2 separate regions of the Mus musculus genome follow, and region 2 is linked to region 1. Evidence: chromatin contacts called from public Hi-C data. All regions are on one chromosome and are shown on one strand. Each heading gives the region's core, a stretch centred on a gene start, on an enhancer-like site or on the middle of the called end of the contact. The rest is flanking DNA. Distances are from core to core; before and after follow the strand shown. Region 1 holds the start of Nr2c1 (nuclear receptor subfamily 2, group C, member 1). Region 2 holds the start of Mrpl42 (mitochondrial ribosomal protein L42).

The links. Hi-C and Micro-C count contacts between places; a contact is called where the count stands out from the background.
Region 2: a Hi-C map of natural killer cells shows a contact between it and region 1, with 7 times the contacts expected there. The contact joins the promoter of Mrpl42 here to the promoter of Nr2c1 in region 1. A contact is called at or near these places in 3 of 39 promoter capture datasets (hippocampal neurons and liver), 1 of 484 Hi-C or Micro-C datasets (natural killer cells), 1 of 115 datasets of contacts at active chromatin or transcription factors (differentiating embryonic stem cells) and 1 of 9 other capture datasets (liver).

Annotation. Positions count from the first base shown.
Region 1 is chr10:94,145,991-94,150,901 of GRCm38.p6, forward strand. It overlaps Nr2c1 (nuclear receptor subfamily 2, group C, member 1), which reads left to right and starts at 1,941. Exons shown (of 14, transcript NM_011629.3): 1 at 1,941-2,112.
Region 2 is chr10:95,498,967-95,503,877 of GRCm38.p6, forward strand. Mrpl42 (mitochondrial ribosomal protein L42) reads right to left here and starts at 2,983. Exons shown (of 6, transcript NM_001359476.1): 1 at 2,940-2,983; 2 at 1,417-1,556. The coding sequence starts at 1,483.

The DNA.
Region 1 (4,911 bases), core at 691-3,190:
GAACTAAGCATGAAACAGTTCCCAATGGTAGGGAAGGTTGCAAGTCCTTTTTCTATGTCTAAATACTTAATTCCAAAGAGAAATAGTAATATTTTCTTAGAGGTGCAGTCCAGGCTAGCTTCAAACTGACTGAGCTCCGGTTCCTCCAGCCTTTCTTCTCAAGTGCTAAGATTATAGGCCCGAGGCTGTGGGGCCATAAGGGACAATTAATTATTCGACCTAGCACAAAAAGAGTTTTGATATCCCCCCCCCCAAAAAAATACCTTAGGTTTCTGCCCTGAATCTGGCTGCTTTTCTACAGTGTTTATCTTGATGCAAAGGAAGTTTCTAGATCACCACATAGTACCTGATGTACAGACCAGAGTTTCCTGCCACAGGTGACCTTTCGTTTTGCAGATCTTTATTGACCAGCAGGAACTGTTAACTATCTGGGGACACATCGTCTAGCAAAATGGACAAAAAAAACCCAGCCCTTAGGAACATAAGGTACACAGCAGTGATTGTGTTCTTGCTTTTGATAAAGACAGTCAAGTAAAATTTGACACGACTTTGCCTCAGCCTGTTCTCATATTGCTGGGAAGTTCTATGGGATTGGGCTCTAGGCAGACAGTGTTATCACTCTGCTCAGGCAGGGGGAAGTTTCCCCAAATCGTGATGTTACAGCTCTTCTGGAAAAGGTAGCCTGGCCACCATGAGCCAAGGAATACCACAGAGTCACATCCACACCACACAAGAAACCTCCCACGAGATTTGCTGGAAGGAAAAAAAAAAAAAACAGGAAAATGGCTGCCTCTTCAAGAAACTTCAGGGAACTGGGCAGAAAAATGGACTTTATATAGGGTTTCTTGGAGTGTGGGGTTTTCCAGGGTGGCCTGCGATGGGAGGATTATGTGGCTTGATCTTGGCCAAAGCTTTGAGGGTTGGTGGGATTCTGTGATCAGACTCTGGGACAAGGTCTTGGGCTTGGGTCAAGTCAGGGTCAGGGTGTTCTTTCCTGGGCCCTGTTATCCTACACAGACTCCTTAGCACTGGTGAACTAATCTAAGAGAGTGCCCACAACAAAGTCCAGTTTTCCAGACATTAAAGACACCTAACCCAGACCCATTCGGTTGTTTATTATTTCTCAAACCAAAACTTCCTTTAAGGGGCAAGAGAGATGGCTCAGCTGTTAAAGAGCATTGGCTGCTCTTGTAGAGGGCCCAGGTTCAATTCCGAGTACCTGCATGGCTACTCAAAACGATCTGTAAGTTCACATCTAGAGGATCTGATGGCCTCCACCTAGACTAGGTACACCTAGATGCATAGATGCAGGTAAAACGCCCGTATTAATGAAATTTAAAAACAAAACAAACCGCTACAGCACTGGAGAGGGAGGCAGGAGAATCACTAGTTAAAAGACTAGTCTGGGTTCTGACAGGCCAGGTCTCAAAAGACTTGTCTTTTTCTTTCCTTCCTTCTTTCTTTCTTCCTTCCTGCCTTCCTCCCTTCCTTTCAAGAGTTTTACTCTTAGTGTGTAGGGTGTTCGGCCTGCACATATGTTTGTGCACAGAAGAGGGCACCAAATCCAATGGAACTGAAGTTACAGAAGATGACCACAGACCAGGTGGGTGTTAGGAATCAAGCCAAGTTCTCTGGAGGAACCACAAGTCCTCTTAACCATTGAGCCATCTCTCCAGCCCTCGGTCGTCCTTGATTTCCAATTACGTGTGTTTGGGTATGTGCACTTGGGTGCGCGTGCCCGCGGAGGCCAGACACCAGAGTTGCAGGTATTGGAAGAACTTGATGCTATCTATCATCCTCACAGGGCATCGGGTGGACACGCAGCTGCGGCGGCGCTCTCCCTCCACACCTACAGGGGGCAATCGACTTCCAGAACCGCCGCTGGACTCCGGGGCCCTCGGCTTCGCCCAGGGAACGTCACCACCGCCGGCCGCTTCTCCACCGCGCTAATGCGCAGGCGCCAAGAGCACCACGCACCGCCAAGCCGAGGGTGGGGTCACGAACTCTGACCCCCACCCCCAAAACACAAACTCAGAAAGCTCCCCTGTCCCCTTGGCCTCGGGTCCCCTCGCCTCTGCTCTCTCCAGCCCAGCGGCCGCCGCGGCGGGAGGGGTAAGTCGGGTGCGGGGCGGCCCAACCGCCGAGCGTCGTGGCCCGAGCGCCCGTGTCCCTGAGTGTCCCAGCTCCCGGTTACCGGAGAGCCGGACATTAGCGGATTGCCCAAAGCCTTGGGAGGCCGGGCCGGGCCGGTGACCTTTCACCTAAAGGGAACGCTTCCGTCTCGGCGCCGCTTCCCCCGCCCCGGGGCTGCGCGCGTGGTGGGTGCAGGGCAGGGAGCTGCGGGGCGCAGGACCGGAGGGACCATGTACCCCGGGGCTACGGGATGACACCTCCTCCGGCTCAGGATTCTGCTTGCATGAGAGGACCAGCATCCGCTGTGGCTGTTTCTCTGAGGGAAGGTGGCCTAGGGCTATCTCATGCACTGGGCACATCAAAGCTTCCAGTAGCTCTTTTGTTAGGAGCACTGCCTGAGTTTCTGCAGACAACATCTCATGATGTGCAGATATTGCCAGGCTGTCCCCTACCCCTGAGTTAAGCAGGTCAGCCAAAGCTGGAAAGGACAAGCAAAAGAGACTTGAAGTTAAATCCGTTTAGGGCTTTTTTTTCCACCGCTTGGAAGTTGTTAGTGTGTCTTAGACTTCAAGGAAGGGGTTGTTCTTTGTTTTTAAAACAGTGTCTGCTTGTTTACCGGGTTGAGTAATTGTCTCTAAACTTTACGTGTCTACTTTGGTAAATTTGGAAAGAGATTATTGATCTGTTCTAATCAAACAGCAAACATGAAAAAGGAAATCGTTTGGGGAGGGTGTCTTGGGAGTTGTAGTTTGGTGGGACAGAAATGCAAGTACATTAGAGAAGATTCCAGGAAGGGAAGAAAAAGTGGGAGTTTATTGTGGACCATTTAACATTGAGAAAGAACAGAAAGCCTGGATGACCTGCAGGAAGGAGCCAGGCTGGTGACACATGCCTGTAATCCCAGTACTCAGGAGGCTAAAGCAAAGCAGGAAAGGTCACCTGGAGTTCTTGTGGAGACTGGCTTGGAAATCATGTATCCAAACCCCAGAAGATGTATAGAAGATAAAGGAAAGGTCTTACGTCCTTTGTATCAACATGGCCAGTAACCTTTTGGTGTGCATCTTGAACCTTTGGATACAGTGTAAGTTTTCCAATTGCAATCATTCCAAAGACCTATTAGTCTAAGGGTGGCAGTAACCACAATTCCCGTTTCCAAGTTAGACCTTCTGTACAGTTCTAGCCTGTAGGACACCCTTTATAGCCTCCTAACTCTGGTTTCAAAGGTCGTTTTAATGTTGCTTCTATTGTCATTAAAGAAGATACTTGATGCTTGTATCCATTACAAACTAAACATATGGTGACAATAAATTTAACCAATTTCATGATTTCATCATTCTGTGTAACGCTTTCAAGGTGAAAGGTTTTCAAGGGGACCATACAAGGCAGCAAAGCCTAAATATCTTCTGAGGGTGTGGTGAAGTGTGTAATTCCTATCCCGGTGATAGCAAAGACCAACCTCATACAAAAAGTAGCACTATAAGATCCTCTGTGCACAGGCACGCGCACACACACACACACACACGTACCCTTTCAAAACCATCTCCAGAAAAATGGACCTCTGTTTGAAAGTTTTAAGAGTTAATCGAAACCATAGACGTCTGTCCTTAAATCCCAGTTAACTCTTCCTGTACACTGTATACAGCGGATCATCCAGAAATAGTGGGTAGAATGGAATTTGAGCTGGGTCTCAGAGGTCAGGCACAAGTGTGGTAGGAAATGGTATATGCTACAGAAGCACCGTTTGTGTTTTGTGTGATAAACTGCTAATAGTTTACCCCTGGGATTCCTAAGTGGGGAATTCCTTGGACTGACTGTATGCTTGGTAAACCTTGATATTTAACATATAGCATTGAGGTATAAAAGAATATGAACTTGTGACTTTCTGGGGAGGGTAATCTCCACCAGGTTTAATGATTTCTGGGTATGGGTGTTTTGCCTGTGTGTATATCTGTGTACCACAAGGGTACTGTGCTCTCCGGGGCCAGAGGAGGGTTTCAGATCCTCTGGAACTAGAGATACAGGGGGTAGAGAGCCAACATATGGGTGGAGGAATGGAATTTAGGTTCTTAACCCTTGAACCATCTTTCCTGCCTAAGGAGGTCATTTTCAATTATAAAGTCATCTCTACTGTAAACATCTCCAAAGAACCAGTTTTTGCCCTGCTTTTCCATGTTAGCTATTTTAATAAGACTTTCAATTTTATCTTTTAACATAAATATATTCCAGTCACTTCCTCGAAGCAACATGTTTACATCATTGAATATTTCAAAAACTATCTGACAAGTAACAGTTTTGAGTGCCATAAATCATTATTTAAAAAAAAAAAACAAAAAACCCAAAATCAAAACTAACCAAATCGGGTTTCTGTTCCACCAAGATCTTTCGCAACCTTCCAACTTGAGTGTCCTGCGAGCCACCTCTGCATGCTGAGGGGCTCTGTAAGCTGAGTCTGTTTGCCGGGGTAGGGAAACAGAGCGAAGAGAATGGCTTTTTGATGAACAGTCCTGCCAAACACAACTGCCTTGAGACTTTCTGGCCACGGGTGCCTCCTGATGGATCACTGAGTGAAAGGACATTTGTTTCTGCAAACTTTGAATTCTGTCACAGGCCAACATCCTCTCGTACAATTTCTGCATCAACATCTATGCAGAATCTTAAGGAGACCTTTTAGCTGTGAGTCTCCATTTGTTAAAAAAAAACAAAACAAAATCCACTGATGTTAAGGTTAATATCTTCCCAGCTTGTGTTCCCTCCCCACTGGGCAACAAAGCAGTTTTT
Region 2 (4,911 bases), core at 1,733-4,232, 1.4 Mb after region 1:
GAGCTAACTTAAACTGTCCCCAATTCAGTCATCCCAAGGTCCTCTGACTAACCTGACAAGGAGGCCCTTGTCCACTCAGCTTCTGCTACTAAAGGGAGACCATTAGTTTTGAAGTTGTATGTGGAAAAGGATGTTAACATTGGTGGCAAAGCAAAATGGACAATTTAAAGAGAAAGGACAAAGAGCATCAAGAAGAAGCCCTCCCATGTGAGGGACATTCAAAACTCTCACACACGCAATCGACATCGGGTGTGGATGTTTTAAAGCTCATGAAGCCATTTGAAGCATCTGGTCTCATAACTTACTTAAGGACAAAGAAGGATGACAGAGAACGTATGACTAAGGTCATGTGACAGAAGGCTTTCTAGAAAAGTAGGATTAGGTAAATTCCAACTGTTTGGTTTTTTTTGGTTTTTGTTTTTTTTTTTTGTTTTTGTTTGTTTGTTTGTTTGTTTGTTTGTTTTTCGAGACAGGGTTTCTCTGTGTAGTCCTGGCTGTCCTGGAACTCACTTTGTAGACCAGGCTGGCCTCGAACTCAGAAATCCGCCTGCCTCTGCCTCCTGAGTGCTGGGATTAAGGCATGCACCACCACGCCCAGCTCCAACTGTTTTAAAAAGTAGTGAGCAAAACAGGGTTTGCCTTGCCTCAAATGACCCCAAGTTACCTATTTATTGCTTTGGGGAGGCAGGGTGTGAAAGCAGCTAGCTGTGAAAAGCAGGATTTTCACATGCTGTTTACTTATGAGCCAAGAGGCTGACTATGAAGCACAGATTAATAGACTTTCAGGAAAAATGATCTTTAGAAAGGAGGCACATTTATTTGTTTAATGGCCATATCCACAAGGGGAAAAAACCTACAATATTAACAGTGATGATCCTTGGAAGATGGGGCTGTGGGCTTCCTTTTTATTTCTAAATTTTATGAACTACTAAAAAAAAAAACAAATTAAGAGGTGTAAACTGTAGTGAGTCTAAATGTTCTACAGGAAGGGGAAGCTACTCTACCAGTTCACCTGAATCCATTTTGGATCGTAATGATAGCCAATGACTAGCCTAGATCTTTCACTCAGCATTTATGCACATCTATATACACAAAGGCACACTCATACAAACACACACACACATCATCATCACCACCACCATCATCATCTTTTAAGCCCACAACAGGATCATTCTGATAAATCAGATTTTCTTCTTTCTCTACTTAGTGATCTTTCCACAATGATAACAGCTTTATAATATTCATAGTTACAATGTAACATAACTTATTAATCCCTTCTTTGACTGGCATTTAAATTTTGTCCCCTTTTTATGACTGCAAATAGGAGGCATAGAGAATAACCAAATGCTTTAAATATTCTATATTTGAAAAACCACAAAACATTTTTAAGCATTTAAAAAAAAAAATCTCACTTACTTTGGATTGGAAGTAAATGCTTCCAGATAGTTCTGTTTGATATCGCCCATTTTACTGCCGCAGCCATGATCCTTAGCAAGTGATTTGAAAAAACGATATTGTGAAGTGAAAGCTGTTGCTAGGCACACAGATTTTCGTTCCTGTTTAAGAGAGAAAGAAAATCGGCTACAAAGGTAAAGTTAAACACTAACATCAAGGTAGGAACCATTAGCTAGTGCTCATCATTTGAAAACAAGGCTTTTAAACCTGGCCGTTCCAGTTTAACAACAGGACAAAGTCACTGAGATCAAAATATGAGAAACAGAGCAACTATTCCGCTATCATTTCTCTTAAGTGCAACTTTCTCAGGACTCTGCACAGTCGGCTTCACTTACTGAGTGCTTAGCAGAATACGTAATTAGAAAGTCACTCACACATAATACACGCTGCAAACTCTTCCTCAAATGCTAGTGAGTCTACATTCTAGCTCCCAAGTCCCACCCATAGGATCCTATCACTTACAGTAATGCTGTTTCTGATGAAACTAAATATTCAACATGAAAAACTTAAGAGGAACCCATCGATGTCACTATCTCATCTCCTGTCACATAACATTTAAAGATGCAGCAAGCATATTTATTTCGAATCATGAAAATTTAAAAGGACTTGCTTCCAAAGACTTTAGTGTTGCTCACTTACAAACTGGAAGATTTGAGGCAAGTCATTAACTAAACGACCTTCCAATTCTTCAGTGGTAAACTTCAAGAAGCAACCACAAATTTCATGAGATGGTGTAAATAAACGGTAATTACTGTGCCCCTATTCTCTATTGGTCTCAGTGACCCTCTATAGGCAGGAAAGGGATTAGGATAGGGCTCTCTTTATTTGCACGCAGATGCCAGACATCCTAAGAGCGCCGCGAATGGCAAACCCTGAGTTCATTCAGCTAGTTATTTATGCCTTGCAACCCACTTTCTTAATATTCTGTGCTCTTTCAGTTTATTGGGAACGAAGGCTGAGAAAAGTCAAATGCTTTATTTTGGTAGTTCACTGTCTAACTGGTGGCATGCACGGAAAGAAAACCCACGTCTTCTGATTACAAGTCCAAAATCAAAACGTTTGTGGGGACCTTCCTCTGCTCCATGCTAGCATACCCAGGGGAGGGTCAAACTATTGCTCCAAAGAGAGACTTTCCAGGATGAGCCCCTTGGCACGGAATTCAGTTCCAAACCAAACACCCCGGTGGGGCTGAAGTTCGAGCAACAGTAATACAGGGACTACCACCCAGGAGCCGGTTCAAAGACTTGAATCAGGAGGAGTCTAAGGAGTCGCAAGGTCAACTTGGTGCAGGCTGACGCCCGCATGCACGCCGAGGTGTGCTACAGGAAGGGCGCAACCACACGCCGGCCCTTCTGCAAGATGGAGCCTGGGGACACCGGCAGCCTCGTCCTGCCTCCAACGACAGACATTAAAGCCCTCAATGCCTACGGACAAGCCTTCCGGGCCTGTAAGGAGAGGGCAGCGGTACCTCCACGGCTACTCACCGCGCGCTCGCCATCTTGCTTCAATCTGGGTCCTAAAGGCGCCGTCCAGCGCGCGCTATACGCGCGCGAGGCACTCTGGGAGTTGTAGTCTCTGCCAGGAAAGTAGCCCTAGTTGCAGAAAGAAGGCGGGGCGGGCAGCTGTGGCCAGGCTGCATTTGTTGTGGCCCCTTGGACTCAGGATTCCCAAAGGTGCCCAGACAACAAAATCGCTACCCTCCCGATTTTAGTAGCAGGAACTATTTAAAATAACATCAAAACCAATGTTATACTATTATTCAGAGAATATTAACATTCTCTAAAATTTATGAGCCTATTGGCACCAAATTCAGCTCCAAACCAAATGGATGAATGTGTTTTTCATAATGGATCAATTAAGTTTTCTCAGAGAAGACAAAATGCCAGAGAATTCAAATGAGGGGCCCAGGACTGATATATTTGAAATGAAACCTAGAGAAGCTTTCTCAACCAATGGATCTGATAGATGTAGGAGCTGAAAGGAGAACGTTCCGGGTGTGGCTTTGTCGACTGACTAGGTTAGTCAACAACCTACAGGAGAGGAAAGACTGATAGAGCAGGTTAGAAGTTGTCTGGTAAGGGTGGGAATGGATTCCATTCAGGAGCTGTTGATTTGGGGATTCGCCTGAGACACGCAAGCGGCGATATAATGAAGGTAGAGAGATTTGTTTAGAGAGTAAAGGTTGGGCTAGATAGGAGTATAAAGCCATAGGATTGAGGGCTGGGTATGGAGCTTGGTGCTAGAGCATGCCTGAGACCCTGGGTTTGATGTCTGGCACCACAAAAACATGAATAAAGCTATGAGAATAATGAGTTGGTCAACACATTGACCTCGCTACTCCGGAGACTCCTCCTGCAAGTCTTTAAATGGCTCATGGTTGGTAATCCCTGTGTTCCTGTTCCTCAAACTTCAGACCCACCCACCGGGGTGTTTGATTTGGAACTGAATTCAGTGCCAAGGGGCTCACTCATCCTGGAACGTCTGACCCTCCCCTGGGTATGCTAGCATCGAGCGGAGGAATGTCTTATTGAGATGTAGCTAAAATGGAAGAGGGCTCCAAACAGGGCCAAGGAAATCTAACATATATCACCTAAGAGGCCACCTAGCATGGGAATATCTGAAAAGAGACAGTCCAACAAATAATTGTTAGTATTCCTTCTAGACTCCGCCCAATAGGTAGACCTGTCTTGCTATAAAAGTGGCTCTTTGGCCCCCTGCCCCCTGTTCTCTCCCCCTCCTCTTCTCTGTCTCTGTCTGTACCCCCTTCTCAACTCCCCTTCTCATGCCTCCAAATTATTCTATGCTACACCTGTGCTATGGCTGGTACCTGGAGGGTGGGGTTGGGGACGCCTCATCATGAGCCCACCAAGGCAACCCTTCCAACCTAATTTGCATGGAGGTCAGTAACTTTCTACACTCTGACAGTACATTCAAAAGTTGGGTCTAGTTGAAATATAAATTTTTCCATGCTTCTGAGTTTCATACAGACCGCGAGTTATAGTTTACTTTGCCTTCAAAGTTCGTATGACAAATTGACATTATATTTGCACTTCTGTCTTTTCTTAAGAGCTTAGGAACAATCATGGTGGTGCAAGCCTTTAATCCCAGCACTCAGGAGGCAAAGGCAGATGGATCTCTGTGTTGCGGGAAATATTAAAAATGACCAGCAGGTTTCCCACGCTACTGCCGGCAACTCTCTGCCCTGGCATGTTTCCTGGGCCTCTGCCTCTAAACTAGCCCCATCAGCAACTGACCCTGGCGTTCCCCACGTGATTCGGTTCACTGCCTCAGTGCTGCCCGTACCCTCTCAGCCAAAATCCCCCTGTGGTCGGTGGTCCCACATTACAGTAACCCAGTAAAACAAAACTCTAGAAGCTTATAATTAACAAGTCAGATTTATATATCAATAAATTCTCAATTCACAAGATGCCTACACAATAATTTCAGAGCCAATTG